Regions from separate parts of the Mus musculus genome. Here region 2 is linked to region 1. Evidence: chromatin contacts called from public promoter capture Hi-C data. All regions are on one chromosome and are shown on one strand. The core of a region is the stretch at or near the end of the contact, and the rest is flanking DNA. Distances in the headings are between cores, read along the strand shown.

Region 1 (3,987 bases), core at 506-3,005:
GTGGGCCAAAGGTATTGTATGATGATGGTGGGAAAGAACAATACTGACTGGGAGAGAGACTCCCCGAGGTGTGATTAAGTTGTTCGAGAAGTTGGGTGGGAAGTTCTCGCAGCAAATAGCCTGTCAGGCACAAGATTTTTTCCTCTTACTGCTCGGCTGCGGGATCTAATTTGCAGGAGTCTTTATAACCCACTACCAGCTAAAAGCAACAGAAAGCTTGCACCCTACACAGCTTTCAATTGTGCATGCACTCTGATCTGTGAACGAACGGTCTGGGAGCTTGTGCTTAACGCCTGCAGCAACCCAAACCCCTAACTCCCCGGCACAGACTCTCCCAGCCTGGCCCAACAGGCAGAGGAGGGCGCGACCGCTCCGGCTGCAGCCCTAGGCAGCGAAGACCCGCCCAGGAGGCCTTGGCCCCGCCCCGCAAGGGAGGGGGCGGAGCGGGCGGAGCGGCGTCCGGGTCCGCCCCAGGGGCCCAGGGGAGGGGGAGCAACGCACTCTGGTCGCGCCGCTCGCTCGCTCGCTCGCCCCTCCCTTAGGCCCCGCACGCTCGCGCCCGCGCCCGCGCCCGCGCGCCCGCGCCCCGAGTCCCGCGGCGCCCAACACAATGCCGACGCCTACGCCTCGCGCGCGCACCGCCCCGGCCGGCGCCACGGCCCCGGCGCCAGGGGCGTGGTGGAGGGGCGGGAGGGGGGAGGGGAGGGGAGCAGCGCGCGCGAGAGCCTCAGACAGCGCGAGACCCGAGGCCGGAAGCGCGCGTGCGCGCCCCCGCCCGCGAGCGGGAGGCGGAGCCGTAGCAGTAGCGACAGCAGCTGTAGGAGCCGCTGCAGCTGGGAGACGCGCCAGAGAGGCCGGGCCTGCTCCGGTCCGACCGGATCCCTCCCCTCCCCCTCCCTGCTGCCTCCCCTCCCCCAAACCCACTTCCGCAGCTCGCGGCCTGGCCGCCGAGGCGGCGAAGACAACAACCCCGGCGGGAGGCGACGGCCGAGTACGCACCTGATGGGCCCACCTGGCGGGGCTCCGGCGCGGGACCGCTCACCGGCAGCCGCCCGCTCCGGACGCCCTTGGCCGCGGCGGGCAGCAGACACCGGCGACTAGGACCGGAACGCGGAGCGCCCCCTCCCCTTGCGCCCGCCCTCTCGGCTTCCGTCCCCTCCCCCTCCTGCGAAGCCCCGGATGGAGCGGCCGCGACTCGCCGCCGCCCGGCTGCCTGGATGGTTTTGTCAGGCGGCTAGGGCCCCGGCGCCTGGCGCCGTCGCCGCCCCCGCCCCGCCGGGGCCGCCCCCGCCCCGGCGCCCCGCGCGCTAGGGCCCGCCGCCTGCCTTCGCCGGGAGCCCCGGGACCGGGAGTCATTCGTCGCCTTTGTTGCCACGGCCGCTGCCGGAACCGTTTGCGAGCTCCGGCGGCTCCCGCCCCTCCCTGCTGCTTCCCGGAGCCCGGGCCGGGGGCGGCACGTGGGCCCCGGGACGCGGTGGCGGTGCGCGCTTACCTGTCGCCGGTGCGGGCGGCCGCGGCGGGGCGTGAGAGGGGAGGCAGAGCCGGGCGGCCTGGCCTAACTGTCCCCGCCGCCGCCTCTGCCCCGCGTTGCTGCTGCTGCTGCTGCTTGCTGCTGCCGCCGCGGTCGGTGTCTCCGGCGCGGCGGCGGGCGGCGGCGGCGGGGCTTTTCCTGTCCGGTTACGTTAAGGTCACATGACCGAGAGAGCGGAGCGACTAGTGCAAAGCGGCTGAGAGCGGCTCCCGCCGGGGGGGAGAGGCGGCGAGAGAGCAGTGGCGGCAAGAGCCCCTCCGCCCCCCCAGCCGCTCCCCTCCCCCCTGCCCGCCCGCCTCCGCCTCCTGCTGCTCTGCCGCCGTCGCCGCCGCCGCCGCCGCTGCTGCCGCCGCCTGCAGCTCGGCGCTGCGGCTTCCACCCAGCCTGGGCTCGCGGCCCCAGCCAAAGTTCTGCAAGCCATGTGCAGCTGAGGCGAGGAAACTTCTCAGCGGCCGGGCCCGGAGGCTGGCGGCCCGGCCCCCTTGTTTACAGAGTGTTTAGGTAGGACCAGTCCTGCCGCTGCAGACGGTCTTTTCAGGGGTGCAGAGGGAGACGCATGCCCGTTCTCCTGTCAAGAGATGCTTGACATCTCTTGGCTCTCTCTGCCTTTGTCCTTGGACTGCTCCGGGTTAGCTATTCGTCCGAAGATACGGAGTTGGGCTGTTGTTGATCGGTGCTGGCTGAAAGTCATACAGAAGTAGCTATCGTTGCATGTCCTGTGTTGCGAGGTCGAGGTGCTTGCTGCGTTGCATAGGCGACTTGTAGGCTAAGCTGTTTCCGTTAGGATTGAGTGGGATACTTCCCTGCGCGTTAAGCTTTGTGGTGCTTTGCGCTGTGTGCATTTGGACAGGACGATACTCTGGTTGACTTTTGGTCTCTTGAGGATCTAGTGGAGTAGAGTCAAGAGTTGCCATCCTGTGGGGTGTGTTAAAGGGAGATTCTGAAACAGGTAACATGGCGGGGGAATTGGAATGCCCTGATTGAACCTTCTTAAGGGTTTAAAGTTGACCTTTTATGTTTCCCTTTTGCTAGAAGTTGTGCTTCAGGTAGTACAGTTTTATCCCTTTTGCGTGCTTGAGTTAGTGGTTTACTTTACATAGCTTAGATTTTACGCTTGTTTGTAAATAAGTGCTGGCAGCTAACACTTGGCTTGCCAGCACAGAAGTCTGTAAGGACCTTGATGCCAAACCCGTTTGGTTTTGAAAGTCAGACTCCTAGCACAATGCTGTACACTGACTGTGCGTCCTAGAAACCTCGAGTGAGTGTGCTTAGCAATCCAGTTGTATGTACACCTACTGATGACTAATTTCTTCGAGGATGTAAACATCTGTGTAGCTGTAGTGTTGCCCAGTGTGAGTAACAGATCCCGTGGATACCTGCCTTGAACTTTCCTAGCCTTTGATCAGCTAGATGAATGGCTTGTAGAGTGCTTAAACGTCTGCGTCCACAAACGAGTCCTGACCGTGACCTGCGAGTTCTAGGGCATTATCAGTAAAACAGCAGTGCTGTCCTTCACACTGGAATGCTCTATTTCCTTTAGAAAGAGACCAACATGAATGTGATTTGTTGTGTAGAGAGAGTCATGGTTAAGGTTTTTAGGTTCTTCGTTCTTTCAAGTTGAGATTGTGGAGTTCTTTGTGAAGGTGGTTTGATGGAAGGACGTCTTTGAGACAGAATGTCAAAAGCTATGCAACTCTTGGCTGCTTTGGAACTTGTCACAATTCTATTTCCTTTGGGATGCTGGGATTAGATTATAAGGGTGTACCACATACCATCTCTCTGAGTCTTAAGGAATAGTTTGTCAGCACTTTGTAACAGTTTCACAGAAACAACCTGGTGGTAAGCTCTTACTCTGGTTCTAAAGACTTGTGCTAAGAGCACATATCCCTGTTCCCTCAGGACCTGCTGGAGCAATATGTTGTCTAGAGCATCTTGGTCTCCATAGGAGCTGCTGCTCAGATTGGAACTGGGCTGTTTTGCTGCTAGCTAGTTTGAAGTCATAGGCCAGCCTGCTTGACTCACCAGATGTGCAGGGTATTTGGGTTTTTAGTCCCCATTGTGGCTTAGTAGCTTAAGGGGACTGTATGGGCTCCGTGTGTTTTCTCCTACCGTGTCTAAGTGGAAGCGTTCACATGGGAAGGCTAGGGAAGAGCAGCCCTTGCAGAGAAGGATCAGTTAGTGCAGGCCAGGACAATGCCAAGGACACTCCTTCCCTCTCTAGGAAGTCTGCTTGACACAGAGTCATGCCTGCCCCAAGTTGGATAGAAACTTGTCAGTTTATTGCTGATTTGGTATTTTGAAAATACATCTAGTAAATTGGGAGCTCAAACTAGTTTTATTTTAAACAATACTAACAATCTGAGTGGATTTATCAGGAAAAAAAAGTTATGAGTATTCTGTGGAGTCTTGTATGTAGATTAAAGATTTGGTTTCTGTTGTGCAGAGATACTGCCATA
Region 2 (4,678 bases), core at 1,401-3,900, 1.2 Mb after region 1:
GGTACAATGTGTGCTTTGAGCTTTAGTAACGTGTATGTTATGAATGTGGGTGCCCTTGCATCAGGAGGATAGATGTTCAGAATTGAGAATTCATCTTGGTAGATTTTTTAGGCTCATATATTTAAATGCTTAGTCACTTACTTAAGAAGGAATAGGAGGTGTGGCCTGGCTGGAGTACAAGTGGCCTTTTTGGAGGAAGTATGTCACTGGAAGTGTGCTTTTGAGTTTGAGAAGCTCAAGGCAGTCTTCTCTCCCTGTCCCTCTCCCTGTCCCTGTCCCTGTCCCTCTCCCTCTCCCTCTCCCTCTCCCTCTCCCTCTCCCCTCCCCTTCTCCCTCCCCTTCTCCCTCCCCATCTCCCATCTCCCCTCTCCCCTCTTCTCCTGCAGCCTGCTGATCCAGATATAGATGTAGAACTGTCAGCTACTTCTCCAGCACCAAGTCTGCCTACACTCTGCAGAGCTCCCCACTGTGATAAGGGACTAAATCTCTGACACTGTAAGCCTTCCCTAGTTAACTGCCTTCTTTTATAGGAACTCATACTGTCTCGTCACAGCAGTAGAACACTGACTAAGATGCACAGTATAAAGCTGAGAGGTGGAAATTGTCCTATATAAAGTAGTCACAGAGGGTCGGGGCAAGAGCATGGCGAGGGGCAGCCACTGAGGCACTGACTTCTGGTAAAAGCCTAAATGAAGACAGCAAGCAATTCCTAGAATCTCTGAGGCAAGAATACTCACCCATATTCATGTTATGACTCATGGAGAACACTAGTCTAAGTAAAGACCCAATGAAAGAAGCAATGAAAAGCAAAAAGGCAGATCCGACACTTATGTAAAGAAAAAAAAATCAACTTCCTGTCATGACAGGGTAAGTCACGGGACCTGAAAAGTCACACAATACACAAAAACACTCACTTGTGTGGGTCTGTGCCAGGGAAAAATATAAATCCTTACCAAGCAACTTATAAGTAGGGGTAAGAGGCAAAGCTGGGGACAAGCTTTTAACACAGGGAAATGGATCCCAGGGTCGCAGAAGGACAGAAAGCCAGCTTTTCTTCTGGCCTCCGACCATCTGTAAAAGTGAGAAAAAGTATTGGCAGAAAGTCTGGATAGCTGACCACAAAACAATGGCAGGAAGTCTCAGCCTCCATCCCAACCCTGAGACAGAATAAGCGCCAGTCCTGCACAGACAAAACCAGAGTCCTCCCTTCCCCTCCCAGATCAGTCTGAATAGATCTTACCAAGCTAGGCATCCTTCAGTATAATTTACTTGACATTAAGTAGCCTTTGGTTATATAAAACATATACGTGAGGTATCTAGAGCAACTGAGGAACCCTACCTTTGCTTAGACAGGTGGGGAATGTCTCGATACACGTGTCTCTAGACACAGCAAGTTTTCATGAGGTACTGTCTTTGCATACATTGTCAGCAGGACTAGACCTCAAAGGGCACCATTGAAACTCAAGCCCTCTTTTCTTTCAGGAGCAGTGGTGTGATTATTTACTGGAGAGCATAGAAATAGACATTGGCCAAAATATCATAAAAATGTGTCCTTCTGTTTGCTCAAGCGATGCAAGTTTTCTGTAATTGCTTCATTTTCTTTGAGAGGGACAGCTGTGTATATTCTAATCTCTGGCTAATTTGTAGTTAACTTAAATCTATGAAAATTGATTTTTTTTAAAAAAAATGAGCAGAAATCACCACAGTTTTGGAGAATTAGGACTGCCAAGTGACTGGTCAGGTTGCCTTTACCCCACCCTTCTCAGGAATTTGTCAACAGACTTCTGAAGGGTGACAGTTACCTCAGCTGACAACACTTCAGCACCCCAGAGTTCTTGCAAGGGTTCTCAAGAGTGCACACTACAGATTCCCAGCCTAGAGATGAATTTTACTGGGTGGAAGTGACATTTGGCATCTCCTTTCCCTACTTTCAATGTCTCCCGATGCACAAAGGATCTACCCTGTCATGACCAAGGTAGGAAGGGCATTCACTATAATTTTCCCAAGCCACAGGATCACAGCATCCCTGGCCAAGCACTAAACTAAACATCCCTGGCCAAGCACTAAAACACTGCTGTAATCTCACATTCCCATTCCCCCCACTTGTGCACATAGAAATGATCTTGATTTCCCACATTTGAGTCCCAAAGAAAAAGGTAACAAAATACCAAAAAAAAACACATTTAAATATGTATGAATAAATGGAATGGATACACATTTCAAAATTAATACACCAGATACAGGGAGATATTACCTAGGAATTTTATTGTCTGTAATTTATAAACAAAAAATATTAGGTAAAGAGTGAAACTGAATATGGGCTTCTGAAAATCCCTCTCTGACTGCATGACATGGTTTTCAACATCAGAACACCATCTATAGCAGAACAGCATTGCACTCAGGTGAAGCTAAGTGCAGCAGCCAGGGTCTTGCTTTCTGCCTCTGCATGTAGATAGAGAACCCAGACTTAAGAAAATGCCCCTTGTCCCCAGACAGCTTTGGATGTGGCTGGAAAGAGGGCACTTAGCAACGAGGGAGGAAATGACGGGAAGGAAATAGTTTTGTGTCTGAGAGCCATGTGGAATTCCAAGATAAGAAAAACAGTTGCTAATTCGAGTATAAAAGCAGGAAACATGATACACTTACTTCCTTTTATGTAAACACAAGTATACGTGGGGTTGCGTGAAAATTATTTTTCTCTTGCTCAACCACAAAGGCATAGAATCAAACTGCTGGTTGTGGACACACTGGCTTCTTTTTCTTGTGGACATTATGGCTAATAACACCACGAGCTTAGGGAGTCCTTGGCCAGAAAACTTTTGGGGTAAGCAACCTTTGCCTTCACTGCTTTTAACTTAAGATGCACAGAAATTCTCTGCATGATTTATTACAACACTGGGAATCTCTAAGACAGTTTGCTTGCCATAACTATCTGGTGATGGTTTTTATGAATTTACTTCAAGAAATATACTGATAAAATGTCATCAGGATAAGCTACAGAAACATTAAAGACTAATCAGGCATATACAGCTTGGCTGGCATTTGCAAAACTGTTTAGAAAATGAGATTTTCTTTAAAGTGAAAATTTAAAAAAACAAATACGAAGTAGACATCATTGTTAAAAGAATATAACATGTGGGTTTTGTTGGAATGTTACATTTTATTTATCTGAAGGTGATGGTGTTAAAGACAAGTTCTACTGCTCCTTTCTCTTGGCATGTAGATATAGTTCGGTGAAAACCAAGAGGGTGCAACTGTATTGCTAAATATTTTATTTCATGAAGCCAAGGTATTCTGCAGAGGGTTTTGAAGTCTGTGTTTTTGTCAATGTTATTCTTTTTTAATTTTCAATGTGATTTTAAGCAACAAACCTATTGGTGGATGGCTTTAGAGTGTGTTGACACAGACAATGTGGAATTAAAATGAAATTATGGATCTATAAGAGAGGAAGCAGAAATAGCATATACTATTGCAATGCAAGCCTGTTCCAAAAAGAAGAGAAACAACACCTAAGCTTGCTTTGGCTGAGGCTACTCAGCTCGAGGTCTCAGAGCAGGGAGGGAGGCGCTGAGGTCAAAATCAGCATCCACTCCAGACCAGATTTAGGAGGCAGGCGCTGGGATGTGCAAAGAGATTGCCATGTCTCTGCGGTTTGAAGAAATGTATAAGTAAGGGGAACGGTTTAAGTTAGAACCAGAAGGAACTTGAAAGGAAAACTGGAGTTTACTAAGAGATCTATACCCCATATTATGTGAAGGGTGGATAAATTTGTAATCTCAGAAAACTGTATCAGGCTCCCTGCTGTGCCTAGAAGCAGGGCTCTGGAAACCATCTAGTAAATACTGAGCAGTTATGGCAACCTGGCCCTGGCGATCTATTACCACAGGTATTTGCATGAAGAGAATTAACTAGTTCATTGATTTTTTTTATTAATTAATGTGCTTTCTTCAAGCTTTAAGAGATTTAGCATAATAAGCTTAGTGAAAAAATATGCTATTTCTGTCTCAAATAAGTCTCCAGCCAAGAGAAAGGTAACTTTGAATTCTGAATGGGTCAATGGTGTATTTGTGAAAGTATCATTTGCTGTCCCCATTTCTATTAAATGAGGACAACAACTAGGGAGCACCTAAGGAAACTGATCATCACAAAACAATCGTCAATTGTTCCAAAGCAAGTCCATCCCAAGAGAGAAACTAACACAGAAAAGCCAGCTCTGACTTTTCAAACCATTCAAGTTAATCTCCAGGTTCATATAGGAAAAATAACTCATTGTTCACTGGTTGGAGCACAGATGACTCTCATTAAAAGAAATCTTACTCTCTGAGTTCATTCCTTCATCCTAGCATTTAGATGCCTTAATAAGGAAATCCACCTGTGCTTAAGAAGGAATTCAAGCTTCCTGGGTGAGAGATACGCGCTGCTTCTCCTTCCTCTCGGCATGAAGACTTGGTTAGGAGAAAACCAGAGCAGAAACAGTGAACCAAAAATGTTTGATGTTTTGTGTGAGACAGGTCAAAGATGGCATTGTCATTTCTGGGGTAAAATTATGAAGCATAAATTGTAATTATAACTTTAGTGTATGAAATATAAATGTTTTCTGACATAAATGTCAGTCATTTTATTTCCATTCTGTTTTGCATCAAAGCTTTATCTGTCTTGATCGCTCTAAAATGTTACT

The links. Promoter capture Hi-C pulls out the DNA fragments that hold promoters and counts their contacts.
Region 2: a promoter capture Hi-C map of pre-B cells shows a contact between it and region 1, with 2.4 times the contacts expected there. The contact joins the promoter of Myct1 here to the promoter of Zbtb2 in region 1. A contact is called at or near these places in 2 of 39 promoter capture datasets (liver and pre-B cells) and 1 of 484 Hi-C or Micro-C datasets (hematopoietic stem and progenitor cells).

What each region holds. Positions count from the first base shown.
Region 1 is chr10:4,386,353-4,390,339 of GRCm38.p6, forward strand. It overlaps Zbtb2 (zinc finger and BTB domain containing 2), which reads right to left and starts at 1,756. Exons shown (of 3, transcript NM_001033466.3): 1 at 1,493-1,756.
Region 2 is chr10:5,591,078-5,595,755 of GRCm38.p6, forward strand. It overlaps Myct1 (myc target 1), which reads left to right and starts at 2,651. Exons shown (of 2, transcript NM_026793.2): 1 at 2,651-2,824. The coding sequence starts at 2,773.